Linked DNA regions of Mus musculus: regions 2 and 3 are each linked to region 1. A link is a contact called in public Micro-C and promoter capture Hi-C data. All regions are on one chromosome and are shown on one strand. Each heading gives the region's core, a stretch centred on a gene start, on an enhancer-like site or on the middle of the called end of the contact. The rest is flanking DNA. Distances are from core to core; before and after follow the strand shown.

Region 1 (2,891 bases), core at 233-2,732:
AGAGGGAATGGGGGAAGAAGTTCCCAACACTAACCAGAGTGTGCAGTGGGCCTTGATGGAGCAGAGCAGAGACTCTATGGTTTAAGAGCTTTATTATAGAAATTCAGGGGAAAGAGAGAAGGTAGAAGAGAGAGGAGAGGGGGGAGGGAGGAAAGGCTAGAGAGAAAGAGAAAGAAGGAGAGAGGAGAGGAAAGAAGAAGACAAAGAGAAAGGGAAGAGGAGAGAAGTGAGAGAAGTGAGAGGTGAGAGGACAAAGGAGTAAGAGAGCGAGGTGGGGGCTAAGCACCCCTTTTTATGGTCTTCCCTGTTGCTAGGTAACTGGGGAGGAGTTTAGCCTGAAGGTCAGATTGACCATGCTTCTCTTGGGGCTGTGGGAGGTGGTAAGGAGCATGAGGGAATGCCTACCGTGTCATGAGGGTGAATTATGACTATCGGGGTTCAGACCTCAGATCGACTGGAGACCAGCCTGCAATTCCCCACAATACCATGTAGGTTTTTAAAACTAATAAAATTTATCTTAAAACATACAACTCAGTATTGATATTTTTAAAGTCATTAAAATAATTCATAATAGTTTAAATGCCTCTTAAATGTACATGACATCTTCGGAAGCAGACATTAATACACACTCTACCAGTTTTTAAAATCTGTTTGGAACATTAAACACGACAGAAAATCTCTCATGAGTCCTCTGTGGACAGAAATTGTGACGAGTTCCTGATTTTACAGAAACGTCCATCTCCGCGCAGTGTGTGTGTGTGTGTGGCTTCACAGAATGAGCTGGGTGGAAGCATCCACCAGGCCCGCCTGACCCTGGGCTGTCTTGGGTGGGAGACTTCACAGCTGTCTCTGGGTTCTGGGTCCTGGGACCGTTAGGTGGCTTCCGTGATTTTAACTGTGGTGCCTGTGCTGTGTAGAAAATTGTCCGTTTCATCCAGATTTGGTTTTCCCCAATTTGGAAATTAACGATGACGCAAGGAGATGTGAACCTAAGGATCACCTGTTGAACCTAACCCTTATCAATATGATCAACAGGATCAAGACTTTGCATGTCAGAGTCTTCCCACTGTGTAAGCGCGTGCTCACATGTGTGGTCACACTGTGTGCATCAGGGTAAGACTGTCGGTGATGTCACACTGTGCTGAGTGGTCACACTGTGTCCACAAGGGGTCAGATGCAGTGACTGACGTCACACCGTGTGTAGCCAGGCTGTGTGCGTGGCAGTGTGACGCGCCCGAACAGCCACACAGTAGGCTCACGTCCCGGTGTGCTGCCCCACTGCACGAGGTTGCATGGCGTCACACAGCGGGCCAACCGCCTGGCGCGTATACTTACTGTGCGCATTTGACATCATGCTGCCTGCACGGGACACTCGGACCCCGCCCCCGGTGACGTCACCGGGCCCCACCCAGCCACCCACCCCTGCCTGCCTTGTTCCTTCCCCTCTAGGTTTCCCAACCTGCAGATGAGGAAGAGGAAGCGGGAGACAGACGGACAGACGGACGGACACAGACGCTGCGCCCAGGCCTCACCATCCATCGCAGGAAGCCCCCTGTCTCAGGTCAGAGCCCCTCCACCCCTTTCCACCTCACCCTGCCTGACATGACGTCACCCAGAAGCCCCTCCCACCTGGCCCTACTGTGTGCCCAGCACACCCTGGGGTTTAGAAAACGATGGGGCTAGGGGACGGAGAGACCGGAAGGGGGGGGCAGTGGGACATGCAGACCTACTGTGTGTGCCCTGGGTCTCGGGTACAAGGTCCCCACCACCCGTGGGTCTGAGCCCTGGGGATGGTTTGGGGTGGGGTCAGAGGTAACAGAGGCCAAGGGGGGCTTAGAAGCCGGAGTTGGGGGGCGTGGCCTCCGCCTGCCAATCCCCCGCAACCTCTGACCTCTGTGTAGTACTGGGGTCAGGAGATGTGGTTCACCTCCAGGAGTCAGGGGTCTGGAGATGGTGGAGTTGAGGCAGGGGGATGGCTTCAAGTGCGTTTCCTCCAAAGCCCGGGGCGGGGGTGGGGGGTGGGGGAAGCGGGGAGTTGCGGATCGCCCCTAAGCCCGACTGCGGAGACCCCGCGGACGCCGCCCCCGCCCTCCCCACTCCCCGCGAGCGAGCGTCCTTGGCCCGACAGGAAGTGGGGACTGGAGAAAAGGAAGTGGCTGCAGCTGAGCTTGGAGCACGGCGGGGTTGGGGAAAGGCGGGTCCAGGCGGCGGTGGAGCGTGAGGGGGAAAGGGTCTGACCTACACACAGTCAGGCCACAGGCAGGCAGGGCGACCCCCGATCCCCTCGACCGCCTCCCCACCGCGCGGACAAAGCGGGTCCACATATAAGCAAAGATTCACGGGGAATCAATAGGATAACGTCACCAAGAGAGGAGCTGAGACAGGGGCATGGCTCAGATGGCAGAGCCCAGCCTCTGTACCCACCACAAATCATGCTGTAGTGAGTGGGTGGGACGGGGCCAGAGAATGCCCCGCCCACCCTAGTGCGCCAGACAGGATAACACCTCGGCTCTGCCCACTCATCTGACTGACAGATGACGTCATCACATGCCATGAACATCACCCCCCTGGCTCAGCTCGCCCTGCTCTTCTCCACGCTACTGCTTCCGGGAACTCAGGCCCTTCTGGGTTAGTGACGCTAGGTGGGCGGGGTCGGAAGTCACGGTGGGCGGGGCCGCGTCCAACAGAGCCACCTCACCCTCCTCCCCCTTCCAGCTCCGACCACACCGGACGCCGGCTCCGCCCTCAACCTGACCTTCGACCCCTGGACTCGGACGCTGACCTGGGCCTGCGACACCGCCGCGGGGAACGTCACGGTGACGTCATGCACCGTGACCTCGCGGGAGGCGGGGATACACCGGCGAGTCTCGGTACGTGGGGGTAGGGAGAGA
Region 2 (2,700 bases), core at 149-2,648, 1.0 Mb after region 1:
ATATTTTAAAAGGTTCTTGTTCATAATGTGAATAAGTGAAAATTACTGTAAGTTAAGCCATGTGTGCATTAAGTTTGGCCTACAACCAACTCCTTCCTTTGAAAAACTAAATAGCTTGAACTGCAGCTTCACTTAAGAGTATGTTAGTATTCTTATAACGTGTTGCTGAGTCTTAGTCAGTCATAGTAGTTGACTTTTAGCCAGTCAGTATGACAGCTGATCACACCATGTTTTTATAAGGTAAATACTAAGATATGACCAACCACAGTATTATATGTTTCTTTTTACCTTTTTTTAATTTACAAAGATTGCTTGCTCACTGATGGAACACTCTGAACTTTGACTGGGCCAGAGTCTATTCATGAAACAACTGTTTGTTCAAATCAATTCTGCAAAGTTTAATTTTTCATAAGTTTTTTTAAACTTGTTCAAGGCTTTGTATTTTGTATGTGCATGTGCCATATATGTGTTCTAATGCATGTGCATTAGGTCAGAAGACAACTCGAAAGTGTAGTTCCTTAGGGGTTGCCCACCTGTCTTTTGTGGTCACTGGCCTAGAGCTTGCCTCGTAGGCTAGTCTGCCTGTCTGCATCCACAGTGCTGGCTGCCATGCCTGGCTTTTAAAATACGGATTCTGAGGGTGGAATGAACTTAGGTTCTTACTGAGCTATCTCTCAGCCCTGTAGTTTCTTATATAACCATCACAAGAAAATAGAAACATAATCTGAGTACAGAACAGTACTTCAGAAAATGGAAGCATTTCTGAAGTGGTCCTACTTCATCCCCGTATCATCGCCTGGATTTACTGTTTTCACATGGTGAAAATTTCTGCTCTTTTCCTCATTTACACGCCGGTAAACCCCTCATCAGGACCTATACACTATGCCAGCCTGGTAAATCAACTTCTGAGTAGGGGGTGCTTAGCTGGATTTGATTCGGTCAACCAGACTGGAAAGTCCCTGGAGAACTGGAATCCGGTTGAGAATTGCATGAGGCCTGGAACACAGTGGACACTCAAATATACGCAAAAAGATAGGAAAGGCTGGGGAGAGGGGTGGCGAGGAAGCGAAGGAAGCAAAGCCTTCCTTGAAGAGATCATCTACAGTTCTCCATTGAACTCAGGTGGGCATCGAAGTCAGCATTTTCTTTAGCCAAGTTCACCAGCACAGGAAAGGAGCGAGGAAAGGACAAAACTTTAAAAAAAAATCGCTTGGTTAAAGTGAGGAAAAGGAGAAAAACAAACAAACAAACAAACAAACAAACAAACAAACAAAAAACAAAAACAAAACCTCAACAGGCTCCTCTTAGCAGAGGCGTTTAGGCAAGCCAGGCTGTTCCCTGGGCGACCATAGAGCCAGAACGGCCGCAGCCGATTGGCTGATCCGCCCGAGCCAATCAGAAGACACGATGTTGGCGGGGTTCTAAGATGGCCGCCGAGCCGCTGTTTCCTCCCTGGTAAGTTCGGCTTCGCGAGGCGCGACTTGGCGGCAGGATTCGCGGCGGCCTGTCGGGCTGTGTTCCGAGGCAGGGAGGGCGGCGCAGGAGTCGGGGCGGCTCGTCCTCGCAGATCTGCCGAAGCGGGCTTGGAAAACCCTGGGTTCGGGCGGGCGCCGCTGGGCTCCGGGGGCGTCGTGAGGTAGCCGTCCGGTCCCGGGCCAGCGAGGAGCGCGAAAGCCCACACAGCAACTGCGGCTGACCAGAGCGAGGTTCGCGGCTCGCCGCTCCGCCGGCGTCCCGATGCGAGTTCTGACGCGGCTGGAGAGCTGAAGGTGGTGCGGCCTCGCACCGGGTGAGTGCCGCCGAGTTCCAGGTTGTCCGTGCGGGAAGGGGTGTGCCTTTCAGAGCCACCCTCTCAGTCTTGAACTTTGTAAGTACTTGTACAGTGGCATGGATTGCGTGGTTTAAAATCTTTCCACACAAGTTAGAGAGGGTCCCGGGGGAAAGTGGGTTCCAAGCCTTGGCTGTAAACATTGTTTTAATTCAAACTCACCTATCCTTAAGATTAAAAATACAAAAAATAAATAACTTATTTGAAGTATATCTGAACTGAGGCCCCTGACTCCCCTCGGGTTTTCTGTGTCGTTTTAAGAAAAAGGAACACATTTTCTAACAATAAATAAGACATTTACATTAATGTTGATAATCTTAAGCCTAAAAGTGTGTCAGTTAACTAGTTCCAAAGTTCAGGAACTATTTATTATGCTCTTATAGGTTAGAGGATGGCGGTTATAATTATTTTACAAATAGGATTAAATTTAGATGTTTGTGATTATTTAAAATCGAATACATAAGACAGCCACTTGATGGAAATGCAGCTTAAATTCTGGCATAGTAGAGACAGAAAATTTGTTGGATGCGCAGATTTTATCCTTTGGGTATTGCTTGTAACCAGTTTTGTGGTCTAGAAATACATTTCTCAAATCTCTAAATGTGACTCTCAGTGTGTTACTTAGTATAATATCTCCCCTTTTTCATATGCAAAAAGTGCAGAAAAAATTATTAGTAAAATTTGCCTAGATTTGACCTGTCTCCCAAATCTTTGTCTCCAAGAATTCGCCACCAACTTTGCCCTCTAAAAGTTCATAATTTAAAGCTGTCAGGCGTAACTGGATCACAATGATTTTGGCCAGTTGTAGAAAGAGTTGCTGTTAGTTTCTAATGTGTGTTGTGATGAAGATTAGTGCCTGCCTCTTGGTTTGT
Region 3 (2,700 bases), core at 3-2,502, 1.3 Mb after region 1:
GGGATGTCTAATCTTTTGACATTGCTTGGAGAGCTGTTGTCTGTCTGCAAAGTTCTCCCTGAAGAAAAGCACAATGCAGTTAAATACTCTCATAGCATTTAAGGTTGGGTTTGGCCTCATTCATAGCTATTGTTGGCCGCAGGTTGGATGTGCTGCCAGGAAGTGCAGTCCAAAGAGCTTCAGAATTTTCCTAGGCAGACATGGACAGAAATAAAGTCAACAGAGGTAGTATGCATCTCCTGAGACTGAAAAGCAGAGACAGTACTCCTGTCCTCTCTGGCCATGAAGTTGGGGTTTGGATTCCTGGAGGACTTGACAGTGAGCGCTCAGGGAATGCTTTTGACTTGGACGCCATACACACAACTTAGAAAGGGGGAAAAAAGACTAAATAGTTCCGTAGAATTATGGTGGCAGGCATGGGGGCCTGGTCTTCTGACGCCATCCCAAAGCGTCTATGATCTTTATTAAGCAAGGGAATCTTTATTAAGCAAGAGAATCTTTATTAAGCTTTGGAATCTATCTGCATCCTTTGCTTTTGGTCTGTGCTCAGGAGGAGGTCCCTTTAGTCAGTTGAAGGTTTCCTCTTCAAGACGATGGAGAACGGTTGGACGAAGTCTGAACTGTCACTCAAGAAGAACTACCACCATTAAAGGACACCAGCGCCCAGCTAGGACTGAACACACAGCTGGAACAGATTTCTGCCTTCCAAGATGGAAACCGGTTCTCTCCCAATAGCGGGCGGTGTATAGGGCCCAGTGCCGCCTCCCAGAACCCCTTGTCGGCCTCTGCGGGCTCACAGTTCCCCAGCCCGCTGCAACCGACAGGTTGGAACCTCAGCACCCACCGTCCAGCGCGCGCATCCCAGCCTCCGCGTCCCGCACCGCGCGCCCCGTCGTCAAGGCAACCAGGGAGGCGCTGACCCCCAACCCCGCCCGGCCCCGCCCCTCGCGCAGCCCCACTCAACATGGAGACGGCCAACCCGGAAGTGGCGCGGCCGCCGCGCGCCGGGCGCTAGGAGCCGCGGGTTGCTGGCCAGGCCTCACCCGGTGACACCGCCCGGCCTCGGTTTGCCACCCGCGCTCCGCGTCCCTCCGACACCGGTCCAGGTCGGCCGCTTCCGCCCCGCTCGCCCAGGCCTGCGCCACTCTTGGGGGGGAGGAGCCGAGGCGAGGCCGCGCGGGCGGGCGGAGGGAGCCAGGCCCCACGGCCGTCGACGGTTCGTATCAGCCGGGTCGGAGGAGGAGCCGGGCCGCGCGGGGCGGAGGCCGGGCCCTAGGGGCGCAGGTTTCAGGATAGCGGCGAAGCGGGGCGCGGGGCTGCGCGCGGAGGCCCGGAAGGCGCGGAGGTGATGTGGGCCCCTGTGCTTCTACGGAAGAAAGGGACCCCAGCAGCGGCGGCGGCCTCCCTACCGGTCCTCCTGACAGCAGCCCTTAGGGACCTCGCGGCAGCCCTGACTGCCCAGCTCACTGAAGTGCTCTTAAGGATGCAGTGATCAGGGTACGGGGCTCTCCCCGCGGGAGGGGCTCTGCCTGCGCTTCTGAACTCTGCGCAGAGAAAACAAAACAACAACAACAAAAAACAAAACCGAAAAACAAAACAAAACAAAAAACCCAGAATGATGCTGTCTGAGCAAGCCCAAAAGTGGTTTCCAACCCACGTGCAGGTCACAGTGCTCCAAGCTAAAGATCTGAAGCCAAAAGGCAAAAGTGGTACCAATGACACATACACCATAATTCAGTTGGGCAAAGAGAAGTATTCTACATCTGTAGCAGAGAAAACCCTGGAGCCGGTCTGGAAGGAGGAGGCCTCCTTTGAGCTGCCTGGGTTGCTCATGCAGGGTAGTCCGGAGAAATACATTCTTTTTCTTATAGTGATGCACAGGTCCCTGGTGGGACTGGATAAGTTTTTAGGGCAGGTGGCAATCAATCTCAATGACATCTTTGAGGACAAACAAAGAAGGAAAACAGAGTAAGTTATATAATTTATTTTGAATTTTGGGTACTTAAAGATATATGGATTTACTGTTCTTGAACATAGTATATTTGAGGCATTGGTCTTTGGGATTGAAATAGGATCCAGTATTAAGCACTTCTCTTTGCATGACTTTGAAGGGAAATAGCCTTTACTCTGATTTTTTTTTTAATGGAGTGATTAGTAAACCATTTTTTTTTCTCATTTCTGTGTGAGGTTAAGAGCTCTTAGTGGAATATTTTGCACTGGGTTTTAATACTTTTTATAAGAGGCCTAGAGCATGAACTAGAAAACCAGAAAATTAAATATATGCGTACCATTAGGTCTATGTTTGTTGAGCACTGTTAAAAAAATAAATTACTAGTAAAGGGTGTCAAAAGATAAGTTACTAGGTTTAGAACTCTTTATTTCAGCATTGGAAACAGTTGGCCTTATTTTTGCTCCACCAGTTTTCAGGGTCAGTACTTCTTGATAGGGTAGAAAGTTGTTAAAAGAACAAAAGTTTTGGAAGTCTGCACAGACATCTTCAGTCTTGAGCCCACTGACATTTTCCCTTTGAATTTACAGTATAGTGGAGCTATTGTTTACTGAAGAATTAGTTCAGCAAAGCTGTTGTGTAAGATCAGAGACAGTGATTACAGTCTTGTGATGCAGTGATTTAATGACTTCTTCGATGAAAACATGGCTTTTGAAATTGAACTTTCTAGCCTAAGTTAGATATACTTAATT

What was found. Promoter capture Hi-C pulls out the DNA fragments that hold promoters and counts their contacts. Hi-C and Micro-C count contacts between places; a contact is called where the count stands out from the background.
Region 2: a contact with region 1 is called in a Micro-C map of embryonic stem cells, with 9 times the contacts expected there. The contact joins the promoter of Fam204a here to the promoter of Csf2ra in region 1. A contact is called at or near these places in 1 of 39 promoter capture datasets (pre-B cells), 4 of 484 Hi-C or Micro-C datasets (CD4 T cells, CD8 T cells and embryonic stem cells) and 1 of 115 datasets of contacts at active chromatin or transcription factors (bone marrow-derived macrophages).
Region 3: a promoter capture Hi-C map of pre-B cells shows a contact between it and region 1, with 8 times the contacts expected there. The contact joins the promoter of Rab11fip2 here to the promoter of Csf2ra in region 1. A contact is called at or near these places in 1 of 39 promoter capture datasets (pre-B cells) and 1 of 484 Hi-C or Micro-C datasets (embryonic stem cells).

Annotation. Positions count from the first base shown.
Region 1 is chr19:61,227,009-61,229,899 of GRCm38.p6, reverse strand. It overlaps Csf2ra (colony stimulating factor 2 receptor, alpha, low-affinity (granulocyte-macrophage)), which reads left to right and starts at 1,482. Exons shown (of 12, transcript NM_009970.2): 1 at 1,482-1,561; 2 at 2,535-2,628; 3 at 2,716-2,870. The coding sequence starts at 2,535.
Region 2 is chr19:60,225,399-60,228,098 of GRCm38.p6, reverse strand. It overlaps Fam204a (family with sequence similarity 204, member A), which reads left to right and starts at 1,398. Exons shown (of 8, transcript NM_001358273.1): 1 at 1,398-1,455.
Region 3 is chr19:59,941,916-59,944,615 of GRCm38.p6, reverse strand. It overlaps Rab11fip2 (RAB11 family interacting protein 2 (class I)), which reads left to right and starts at 1,252. Exons shown (of 6, transcript NM_001033172.3): 1 at 1,252-1,968. The coding sequence starts at 1,616.